3 separate regions of the Neogale vison genome follow, and regions 2 and 3 are each linked to region 1. Evidence: chromatin contacts called from public Hi-C data. All regions are on one chromosome and are shown on one strand. Each heading gives the region's core, a stretch centred on a gene start, on an enhancer-like site or on the middle of the called end of the contact. The rest is flanking DNA. Distances are from core to core; before and after follow the strand shown. Region 1 holds the start of CLPB (caseinolytic peptidase B protein homolog). Region 2 holds the start of XNDC1N (putative short transient receptor potential channel 2-like protein). Region 3 holds the start of TOMT (transmembrane O-methyltransferase).

Region 1 (3,337 bases), core at 386-2,885:
ACCTCCCAAAACTGGGCTCACAGAGGGTATTCAAAAAATGTCCAAAGTTATAGAATTATAGCATGTCTAAGTTAGAAGAGCCCTTAGAGTCTCTATTTCAACATCCTCATTTTGTAGATGAGGAAACAGGGCCAGTGAGGATGAGAAGCAAGAATCCAAAGTCACAATGGGACTTAGAGGTAGAACCAGAACAAGATCCCAGACGTCCTTACCCCAGTTCAGGACCCTTCCTTTACAGCTGGCCACATCCGCTCGATAAACTTAGTTTAAGATAATCCCCACTTTTGCTCCCAAGTCTCAGAGCTTGGGATGCATGAGACCTATGAACACCATGCTTCCTGCCTTCCCCCCTGAGGAACTACTGAGAACCTGCGAGGTTGGACTCACATAAGCCAGAAGCCTGGCTGCCTGCTCTCCCAGTTCCTGCTCAACTCCCTTGCTCCCAGGTGAGATGCCAACCTGGGTCAACCAGCCCCCATGGCTGCTTTGGGTCTCTAAGGATCCAACTTCTTTGTTTTTCTTCTCCTGCCAACTGCATGGCTGGGTAAGATCACCTCACACCTGAGACCAGGGACAACAAAATCCCTAGGAGGCTGATGGGCAGACCCAGACTGCTGAATTCAAGACTCAAAATAACAGCACTGTAAGAGTACTGAGAAATCATTCTTTACTGTGTAAGGGGGGAACCTGAAACCAGAGAGGAGCAAGGGGTGAGCAGTGGCAAAGGTGGCACTGAAACCAAGTCTGTACTCCTTTCTTGGGCCATCTTTCTCGGGAAAACTCTTCCTAAACTATCTAATAGTTGCCCTTAGAACACACAGCAGTTTCTTGGGAGACCACTTAAGAGAGGAATTCGACCAGGCAGAATATTAGTGCATAAAAGGCCCACACTCTAATTTTAGAATGTCTCAATGTTTCCATTGCACAGATGGACAAAATAATGCCCAAACGAGGGAGCTGACCTATGATAGGAAGTTATCCAACTCAGAGGCACTGAGTCCTCCAGTTCACCAGCCTGCCCCAGTAACCAGACGATGTCTGAGTCCCTACAGTCCTGAAGCTCTGCTGACCTCAATCTATAAGCAACTCCCGCCCTCCAAAGATACGGAGTCGGGTCACTCCTCCCGCCTCTGTCTTCCTCGAACCCAGACTGCCCCGATAATCACCCTTGTTAGACGGGTTCTTGCTGTAACAGTGAACGACAAGCGCCGTGGCCAGGGCCCATATGCTCAGTCCGGCCCTGCTGGGGACCCCGTTCCAGCTGTCCTGTCCCGGGAGTGTTTCTTCTGGGCTAGGAAGGCGTCCAGATGTTGCGGCTACGAGGCACGAGGTCTCGGTGAGTCCTCCCTGGCGCCCCCAGGTGGCTGCCCCTTCATGGGGGAGGAAGGCTGGCGATGTTTCAGGGCGCCCCCCGACGGCCGCCCTCAACCATTGCGGCTGCCCGTGGCCCGCGGTGGTCACACTCGGGCTGGAGGCACTTCCATGACTCCGGAGAGAAGAGGACCTAAGCAGCTGGAAGAGGAGCCGCGGCGCCGGCGCTGTTCTCCTCAACACCAGGGACCCCAGCATCGTGACAGCTACTTAGATAACCCCCTGGTGCCGGCCCCCGTGCTGGCCGCGTCCAACATGGCTGCCGCGGCGCGTTCGAAGACGCCGCGAACGCGGGGGAATACCGCACTACTTCACGGGAGTGGTAGTCCATAGCCTTAGACTTTTCCGTAGCTGGAGAACAAATAAACTACATTTCCCAGAAAGCTGTGGAACTTGCGTCACAATGACTGCCGACTTAGAGGAGCCTAGTGCATGTTGGGAAGTGGAGTTTGACTGAGGGGGCGTGGTAAGAGGGGAAATGCCTGGGTAGAACGTGGAGATTAGAATTGAAGTTCGATTCCCAGAGCCTTCTGCCAAGTTTAGTCAAAATACACGACGCAGGCGGACGCCTGGGTGGCTCGGTTTGGTTACGCCACTCCCTTCAGCTGGGGTCGTGATCCTGGAGTCCCAGAATCCAGTCTGGAATTGGGCTCCCTGCTCAGCGGGGAGTCTGCCTCTCCCTTTGACCCACCCCTCTCTCGTGCCCTCTCTCTCAAATAAATAAAAATCATTAAAAAAATTTTTTTAATGCGACACAGGTTCTGACTACTGCAAGTTAAATAGAGATCTGCAGTAGAAAACTTTTATGAAATGTATGCTTATTTCTTTTAGCCTGTGTCTCTTTTTAGCCTGCGACAGCTTTTCAAAAAAGAAGTTTAGGGGAACTAGTACACCTGTAATAACAATTCTCTTTATATTTTTACATAGACTTCCTTTCGGTTGAAGAGCTACTTCTCAGTCTTGTTTCTCACTTGTGTTATTTTCGGAGGGGTTTCACGTGGGTTGTCGCATCGTATCTCATGACAGCTGCATGGGGAAGCTGGGCAAGAAATGTTATTCCTGTCTACAGGAAAGGGAATTTCAGCTCAGAGGTGGAAAAAATTGTTAATCCATCAATTAAAAAAGCTCAGGTCTTCTAACTCAGAGCTCAGTACCGGCACCCCCATTTCTTCCTCTCTTTTCCAGCCCACAAGCAAAGGAAGAAGCTATTTTATGCCAGTCCCATCTCTTCTGCCCTTCCTTCTCTCCTCCAACTTCATGTCATCAGAGCCTTCTCTGACGATTTTATTTAAAATAGCAATTCTCTTTCCCACATGCTTCCTATCCTGCCTAATTTTTCTTCACAGCACTTACCACGTGATATACTGGAAATTAGTTGTTTATTGTCTCACTCCAATAGAACATGAGCCCCACAAAATAGGGACTTTGTTTTTTCTCTCTTACATTACTAGCACTCAGACCAATGTCTAGAACAAAAAAAGCTGCTAAATAAATATTTCTTTGGTAAAAGGATTACCCCTGCTTTATTATCGTGGGGAAATGAATATAAACTTTGGAGTGCAGGCAGACCTTGATTTCAATTTTGACTCTTGAATTTACTAGATGTATGACCTTGGACAAACTTCCTTATCCTTACCCTTTCTCATTGTTAATTTCCTCATTATTATCAAAAATAATATTACTTACCTTCAAGAGGATTGCTTGTTTTAAATGAGGTAATATGGAGACCACCACCGTCCCTGGCTCACATTAGGTCTTCCAGAAATGGCAGCCAGCAGTGTTTTCCCTGCTCTAGGAGTGTATTGGATTCCCTACTCTAAACTTCTTTTTACGCTTTTATTTAAATTCCAGTTAGTTAACATACAATATAATATTAGTTTCAGGTGTACAATACAGTGATTCAGCACTTCACGCAACACTAGCAGTCTCTCAGCAAGTGCCCTCCTTAATACCCATCACCTGTCTC
Region 2 (3,337 bases), core at 426-2,925, 450 kb before region 1:
CCAGCCCATCTTAATTTCAACTAGCTACATTCCAAGAATAGCCACATATGTGTGGCCTGTAGTTAACTTATTTGAACAGTGCAGTTCTAGAGGGATTCACATGTGTACAGACACATAAAGTATTTCTAATAGGAAAAACCATAAAGTTTTAAAGTTCATTAATTGAAGAATGGATAAATAGAATGGTAAAATACTATATACATTATATAATAGAATACTACCTAACAGCTAAAAGAAATGAATTAGATGTAAATATACATGAACATGGACACTTCTCAAAAAATATAGTGAAAGATTAAGTTACAGAATGATATAGAAAATAGCACTTATTTTAATAAAAAAACAAAATGAAATAATACAATTACATTGTGAATACACAGAATTTTTCTCAATGGACTGGGAGAATACCCAGCTAACTGAAAATAGTGTCTGAGAAAGATGAAAGAGTAATGGGTCTGAGAGTAGAAGACTCAAGTAAGTTCAACCTTTATCCGTATTATTTTATCTTTTTTAAAAATGAGGACGCAAAGAGATCATGATGTCAGTAGTCAATTTGGGGTGATTGAGTTATAAGGTATTTATTATATTCTCTGTATTGTTTCACATAATAAAGTAATTCCCCCTTTAAGTAAATAAGATGCCTGTAGATGTAAATATTACCCTGTAACTTCCTGTTGGTCCTAAAATAAAGTTGACAGGCACTGCATTGTGAGTCCACTGGTCATCCTAGCACTATTCTCCCGATGATCCAGCTGGGCTACCCACGGGGTAAGTGTGCAGGGGCCATAGGTTTGTATGGTGTTGGGTGCGGATGTACCGATAAGAAGGGGATGGAAATGAGTTAGGAAGCTTTAAGTTGGGGTGCAGCACAGAGAGAATAAGGTGTATGGGCGGGGGTAAAGATAGGGGCTGCGCAAGCACGATGTGTGGTGGGAAAGAGTACGGAGATTTGTAAAGCGACCCTAAGGCGTGAGAGCGCAACAGCAGATTGGGAGCGGTGGAGGTGCCGCAAGGCTCTTCTCTCAGGTTCAGGAGGCTAAACCGCACAGCCGCTTCCCCCGCACCTCAGAATGCGCTGTTCTGTACATTCCTTGACGTCCACCCATTCTCGGCAACTCCCCTCCCCATCAACAACCCCCGCAAAGCCCCTCACCCGGGACAATGGACCTCGAAGAGCCACCGCTGCCTCAGATCCTGGACCACAAACCCATTCTCCCGCCAATCCGGCCCTCTGACCTCCGCCTTCTGACCTGGAGCACGACTCTTACGCCACCCCAAGTCCCGGAATGTGTTCTGTCGCCTCAGGAAGCCGCTGTTTCTGAAAGAGGACTCCCATCGAAGCAAGAAGACATTCGTGCGTAGCTATGTATATTTTATGTCTATTTGTAAATGAATATCTTACGCAAATTTTCACTCACTACAAATCTGTCCAGAGCGCAGAAGTTAAACTTCCGGGTCAGATTCAATACGTTCTGGGATATGTAGTCCTTAGCCTCCACGCTTCACTCCTTGGAGCTCAGAGTGAGGGAGCGTCGGGAAAGTTGACGGTTTAGAGACTCTTCTCTTTCGCTGTCCAAAGGGGAGAATTGGCGAAATATTTGCACTATAAATAATACAGGCCCAATTTCTCATTTCGCAAGAACCCTCCTCCACCTAAACTTGGAAGTGCCTGGAACCCGTCCCTCCCTGACCTTTAAAGAGTATCGGGTAGATGGTCTCTTAGTCCCAATCAGAGCTCCGCCTGTCTTGATGCCCCGCCCTCCTGCTGGAGCTTGAGCCGCCTATTGGCTAGGATCACTTGAGCGGCGGAAGCAGCTGGCTAGCACGGGGACGGAGGAGGGGTAGAGTTGTGAAGATGGCGGCAGTGGTGGAGGTGGAGGTTGGAGGAGTTGCTGCCGGGGAACGGGAGCTAGATGAGGTAAGAAGAGTTCAGAGTCAAGGAGGGAAGAGGCTTACCCTGAAACTGAAGGGAGGGGAGGAGAGGAATCGGGAGTAGGGTCCTAGGGGAGGCGGGACCCTGAGAGGGTAGGAGCCAAATGGGGGGCGGGTGCGCGGAGAGGGAAATCAGAGATACCCTGGACTCGGAGAGTCGGAGGCGGACATGGGGGTAGAAGACTTGCAGTAACCTCGAGGGTGGAGATGGAGGATAGGGAAGGAAGCCAGAGAGGATGGGGGCATTAAGATTTGAGGTATTACTTGGGGGTCCTAGGGTAGGACTGAAGGGCTGAGAGGTAGCTTGAGTCGGAGGGGCGTGGACTTCTGTAAGGGAAGGCCGGGCTTTAGCTGTGGGAGAGTCGCGTCTAGGTTTGGCGTGGGGGTTGGGGACGCGGACCGGGGAAGAGTGCTAATCTGCTAATATTATAGCATTATTTTTTACATAAGAACTATTTTATTTTTCCATACACTCTAGGACTTTGTACCTAGTGTACTTAGTAAAGTTTTGGGCACTGAATGGATGAACGAATGATCACATACCGGAATTCATCCATTCACTCATTTAACAAACGTTACATATCATCTTTGCGCTGAGTTCTGGGCTAAGTGCTAGGGACGTAGGGGCCTTCCCATTGACAAGGCCACAGCCTAGTGATGGGAGACACACAGGGAAGACTAGTCACTGCATCAGAGGTTTAATGATGGCACTGCAAAGAGGGGACCAGTTTAGTTTGGGCTAGGGAAGGGTTCTCAGAGGAACTGAGTCTTATGGGGTAAGTGATTCTCTATTTCTGGCTCCTTCTAAACGTATGAGTTCTTTGAGGATGAGCTCCTTAAGGATGTATGTCCCCTTTACCTGTTTAATAGGCATTTAACAACGGATGTATTTAATTACCAGTGGTCCTTGAGTCACTAGGAAGAAAGACACATTGAGTTTGGAAGGAATGAAGGGACAGCGCTGAGAAGTGAAGAGAAGGTGAGAAAGTAGAGGGAGATGATTTTGAGGCCAAAGGTACATTCAGAACAAGGGGTGTTTATGGCCTTTCACAGGATACAATATAGACAGCACAGAGGGATGGGAGGAAGGAGATTGATTGTCAGGAATGGAATCCAGGGGATCTCTGGGGGATCAGAATCTTAGAGGCTTTGGGGTGGGTGATTGGGGAAGTCTGGGGGAGAGGCTCAGAAAGGGAGTAGAAGTGGACTTGAGAAGTCAAGACTGTTGCTTTGTCGTGGGATGACTTGGTGGATTTGTTGATTGGGATCATTAAGGTGGCAGGAGACTGAGTACCTGACAGGTGGTTAGAATGGGGGGAGATTTTTTTTTTTTTAAGATTATTTATTTATTTATTTGACAGAGAGAGAGATCACAAGTAGGCAGAGAGTGGGGGGAGATTTTTAA
Region 3 (3,337 bases), core at 618-3,117, 260 kb before region 1:
CACGTATGTCATTCAAGATCTTGCAGACCCTCTCACCTGCCTCGCATTCCAGCATCTGGGTCATGGAGGCTGGTAGTGATTGTGGTGGCGGTGCAGGGATGACTGGAGTGATGCCTCACTAGCCATAAGAAAATACTTGCAGTTCCCTAACTGACCTAGCTATTCCACGTGTGCCTGGAACACTGTCTTCCCACCAGGTCTGTCTTCTGTCTTCAGCCCTCACTACAAACAGTATTTTCCTGATTGCCATCTTCAATCCCATTATTTGGGAATGTCTAGCTCCCTGTGCTTAATTCTTATCATGTTGATTCCTTCATTTATCTTATCAAAAACTACTGTCTCAGGGTGCATGGGTGGCTCATTGGGTTAAAGCCTCTGCCTTCAGTTCAGGTCATGATCCCAGAGTCCTGGGATAGAGCCCCACATCAGGTTCTTTGCTCCGCAGGGAGCCTGCTTCCTCCTCTCTCTCTCTGCCTGCCTCTCTGCCAACTTGTGATCTGTCAAATAAATAAAAATCTTTTTTAAAAAATTACTGTTTCTGATGTGCCACACACCCTTATGTCAAGATACATAGCAGTTCACAAAACACTCCAAAGTCCCTGTATCTATGGGGCACTGCATTATGTCTATTCTACATTTCTGGATCAGTATCTTCATTCAAACTTGGAGTTCCTGGAGGAAGGGGGCAAGACCTGACTCCCCTCTGCGACCCACATCCTGGCATTTGCTTAGCAAAAAGTTGAATTTTGAATTGACTTGAATTTTGAATTCACTTTGGCTCACACCATGCCCTGTTGTCCTGATACAAGGAGTTAGAAGAGAGGTCACCAAACCCAGTAGCTCTTATTACCCCTCAGATCAAGACCCTGAAGTTTGGTACATTTTTTTCAGGAGTTGAGAAGGGTAAGAGTCAGCCCCACCTTGTTCCTGCAGCTAGTAACCTGAACTGCAGGTCTCAGGTGACAGCAGCAACTCTGCATCAATAATTGAAAGCAGGTCCAGCCCGCCTCAGGGTTCTCTGGCCCCAAGGACTCCCCCTCCTTTCCTATGCTATGATCATCCCAAGCAGGAGCCTCCAGCCCAGGTAAGCAGGGCTCTTGAGTGTGGGTTCCCAAGCACATCAGTTCAAACTCACTATCACTCACCTACTCACATCCATTTATACACTCTTACTTTCAATTTCAGTCCCCACCATCACCAGGGGCCTCACAAGGGGCAGATCTGGAGGAAAGGGAGGATGGTCCAGGGCAAACCAAAGGAGAAGGAACTTACCCCTATAGGGGGTGAGGAAGAAGAAGAGGCTTAAGTGAGGGGGCTCTGTGCTGTGTGTGTTTACACTTGTAAAAGGAATTCTGAGGGAGAACAGAAAAGCTGAATGCAGGGGAGGGGAAACAGGACTGGAGAGGATATAGGATCAAGGACTCCTCCCACCCTCAAGGAAGACCAGATGGAGGGGTGGGAAGAAATCTCATTCTAACACCCTATGGAGTGTTTTGATTGCCTTCTACTGAGACAGCACATAGGGCCTGAAGGGGTTTCTGACTACAAATCTGTGCTCTTTTGCTCTACATTAATGGGTCAGAGAAGAAAAGGCAGAGGGTGAAGAGGGTAGAGGATATCTCAGAGGAGGTCTGCGAAAGCAGTCCAAAGATGAGGAAATGAGGAGAAACAGGTAGAAGAAGCAAGGTGAAGATAGGACCAAGGGGCAGAAGTGGGAAGAGGTGGCTTGGGGGTGGGAGCAGAACATAGACTAGCGTGAAGTCCTTGAAAGTGCATGGGCTTGAAATCAGACCAATTCAGATCCAAATCCCAGTTCTGCTGTGTGATTCTGGACAAAACTGTCTTTTGAGCTATGGTCTTTAAAATATAGAAATAATACAAATGACAAGCAATGATGCGTGTGGGTTTCCCTCCCTGCCTCCCTTCACACCCAGTCCTGGTAGGGACCATGTCCCCTGCCATCGCACTGGCCTTCCTGCCCCTGGTGGTGACATTGCTGGTGCGGTACCGGCACTACTTCCGACTGCTGGTGCGTATGGTCTTGCTGCGGAGCCTCCGAGATTGCCTTTCAGGGCTGCGGATTGAGGAGCGGGCCTTCAGCTATGTGCTCACCCATGCCCTGCCTGGAGACCCCAGTCACATCCTCACCACCCTGGACCATTGGAGCAGCCACTGCGAGTACCTGGGCCACATGGGGCCTGTCAAAGGTCAGTGTTCCTTAACCGTCTGCTCTAGGAAGCACCCCCAAGATGGTAAGGAAGGTCTGGGATCTGCCGCTGCCTACTGGGTGCCCTCGGCAGGTTCCTGATCCTCTCTGGGGCTCTTTTTTTCCCCTCTACAAATGAGAGAGCTAGGCAAAGTTATTCATTCATCTAGCAAACACTTATTGCCACCCTTTTGTACTAGGCCTGTACTAGGTGCTGGGTGGGGAAAGGAAGCAGAGGCCACACAGATCAATCAGCCACAAATGCTGGCCTCAAAGGAGACATAATACAAAGGGAATAACCATCACAGTGCATAACCCATAATTTTGTAATTACCTGTCCTAAATATTTCTCCCCACACCGTGGAGTCTCCCACATCCCATTCAGGGTAGCTGCCTGGCTTTGTCTGAATCCCAGCTTCTGGCACAAGTGCTTTTAGAGTCTGAAGAAATTTTTCAAATTCCAAGGTTAGAAAGATATTCAATGAATAAAACAAGGGGGGGATGAAACTGGGAAGTTCTAGCAAAGGTTTCTGTTGGTTGTTTCTACTTGAGCCCTCCTGGACGAAGCAACACTTACACACAGCCTAGAATTGCTTCCTGCTTGGCCAAGCAGATAAACACAGGGGTGGGGAGGGGCAAAACCAGCCACATATACTAATGCAGCATGATGGAATGAGCCAGCACTGACTTGGCTGATTCTGGCCACAGTGTATGGGAGGGCTGTGATACAAGCTACAGATGGGAAGAACTGGAAAGGTTGGCTAGGATCGGGTCCAAGAAGGTCCTGAATGTCAGGCTGAGGATCTCAAGTTCAATCTCAAAGTCCTTGAGGATCATAGGAATCAAGGAACAAAGGGTCAGATTTGTTTGTTGGAAAGATGCCTGATGGGTGGTATGAAGAAGAGAGTGAAGGAGGCAAGCCTGGAGGGGGAAGAGGACCAGTGGGGCAGCTGGAACTATAGTCTGAGAAGACCCCAGGTGGTTGAGGGTTGCAGTGAGGCAGGTGGGCATTTGAGATCCCTTTCTGTCAGGGGTCCTACATCCATCTCCCACATCTGCTGCAACAGCCGTCTTTCCCCCCAGGTCAGATCCTGATGCGGCTGGTGGAGGAAAGGGCCCCTGCTTCAGTGC

The links. Hi-C and Micro-C count contacts between places; a contact is called where the count stands out from the background.
Region 2: a Hi-C map of muscle shows a contact between it and region 1, with 5 times the contacts expected there. The contact joins the promoter of XNDC1N here to the promoter of CLPB in region 1. A contact is called at or near these places in 2 of 3 Hi-C or Micro-C datasets (fibroblasts and muscle).
Region 3: a contact with region 1 is called in a Hi-C map of muscle, with 7 times the contacts expected there. The contact joins the promoter of TOMT here to the promoter of CLPB in region 1.

What each region holds. Positions count from the first base shown.
Region 1 is chr7:150,629,213-150,632,549 of ASM_NN_V1, reverse strand. It overlaps CLPB (caseinolytic peptidase B protein homolog), which reads right to left and starts at 1,635. Exons shown (of 16, transcript XM_044258605.1): 1 at 1,167-1,635. The coding sequence starts at 1,569.
Region 2 is chr7:151,083,728-151,087,064 of ASM_NN_V1, reverse strand. It overlaps XNDC1N (putative short transient receptor potential channel 2-like protein), which reads right to left and starts at 1,675. Exons shown (of 24, transcript XM_044258615.1): 1 at 1,251-1,675. RNF121 (RING finger protein 121) reads left to right here and starts at 1,826. Exons shown (of 9, transcript XM_044258616.1): 1 at 1,826-1,918. The coding sequence starts at 1,856.
Region 3 is chr7:150,890,463-150,893,799 of ASM_NN_V1, reverse strand. It overlaps TOMT (transmembrane O-methyltransferase), which reads left to right and starts at 1,867. Exons shown (of 3, transcript XM_044258617.1): 1 at 1,867-2,207; 2 at 3,290-3,337. The coding sequence starts at 1,892.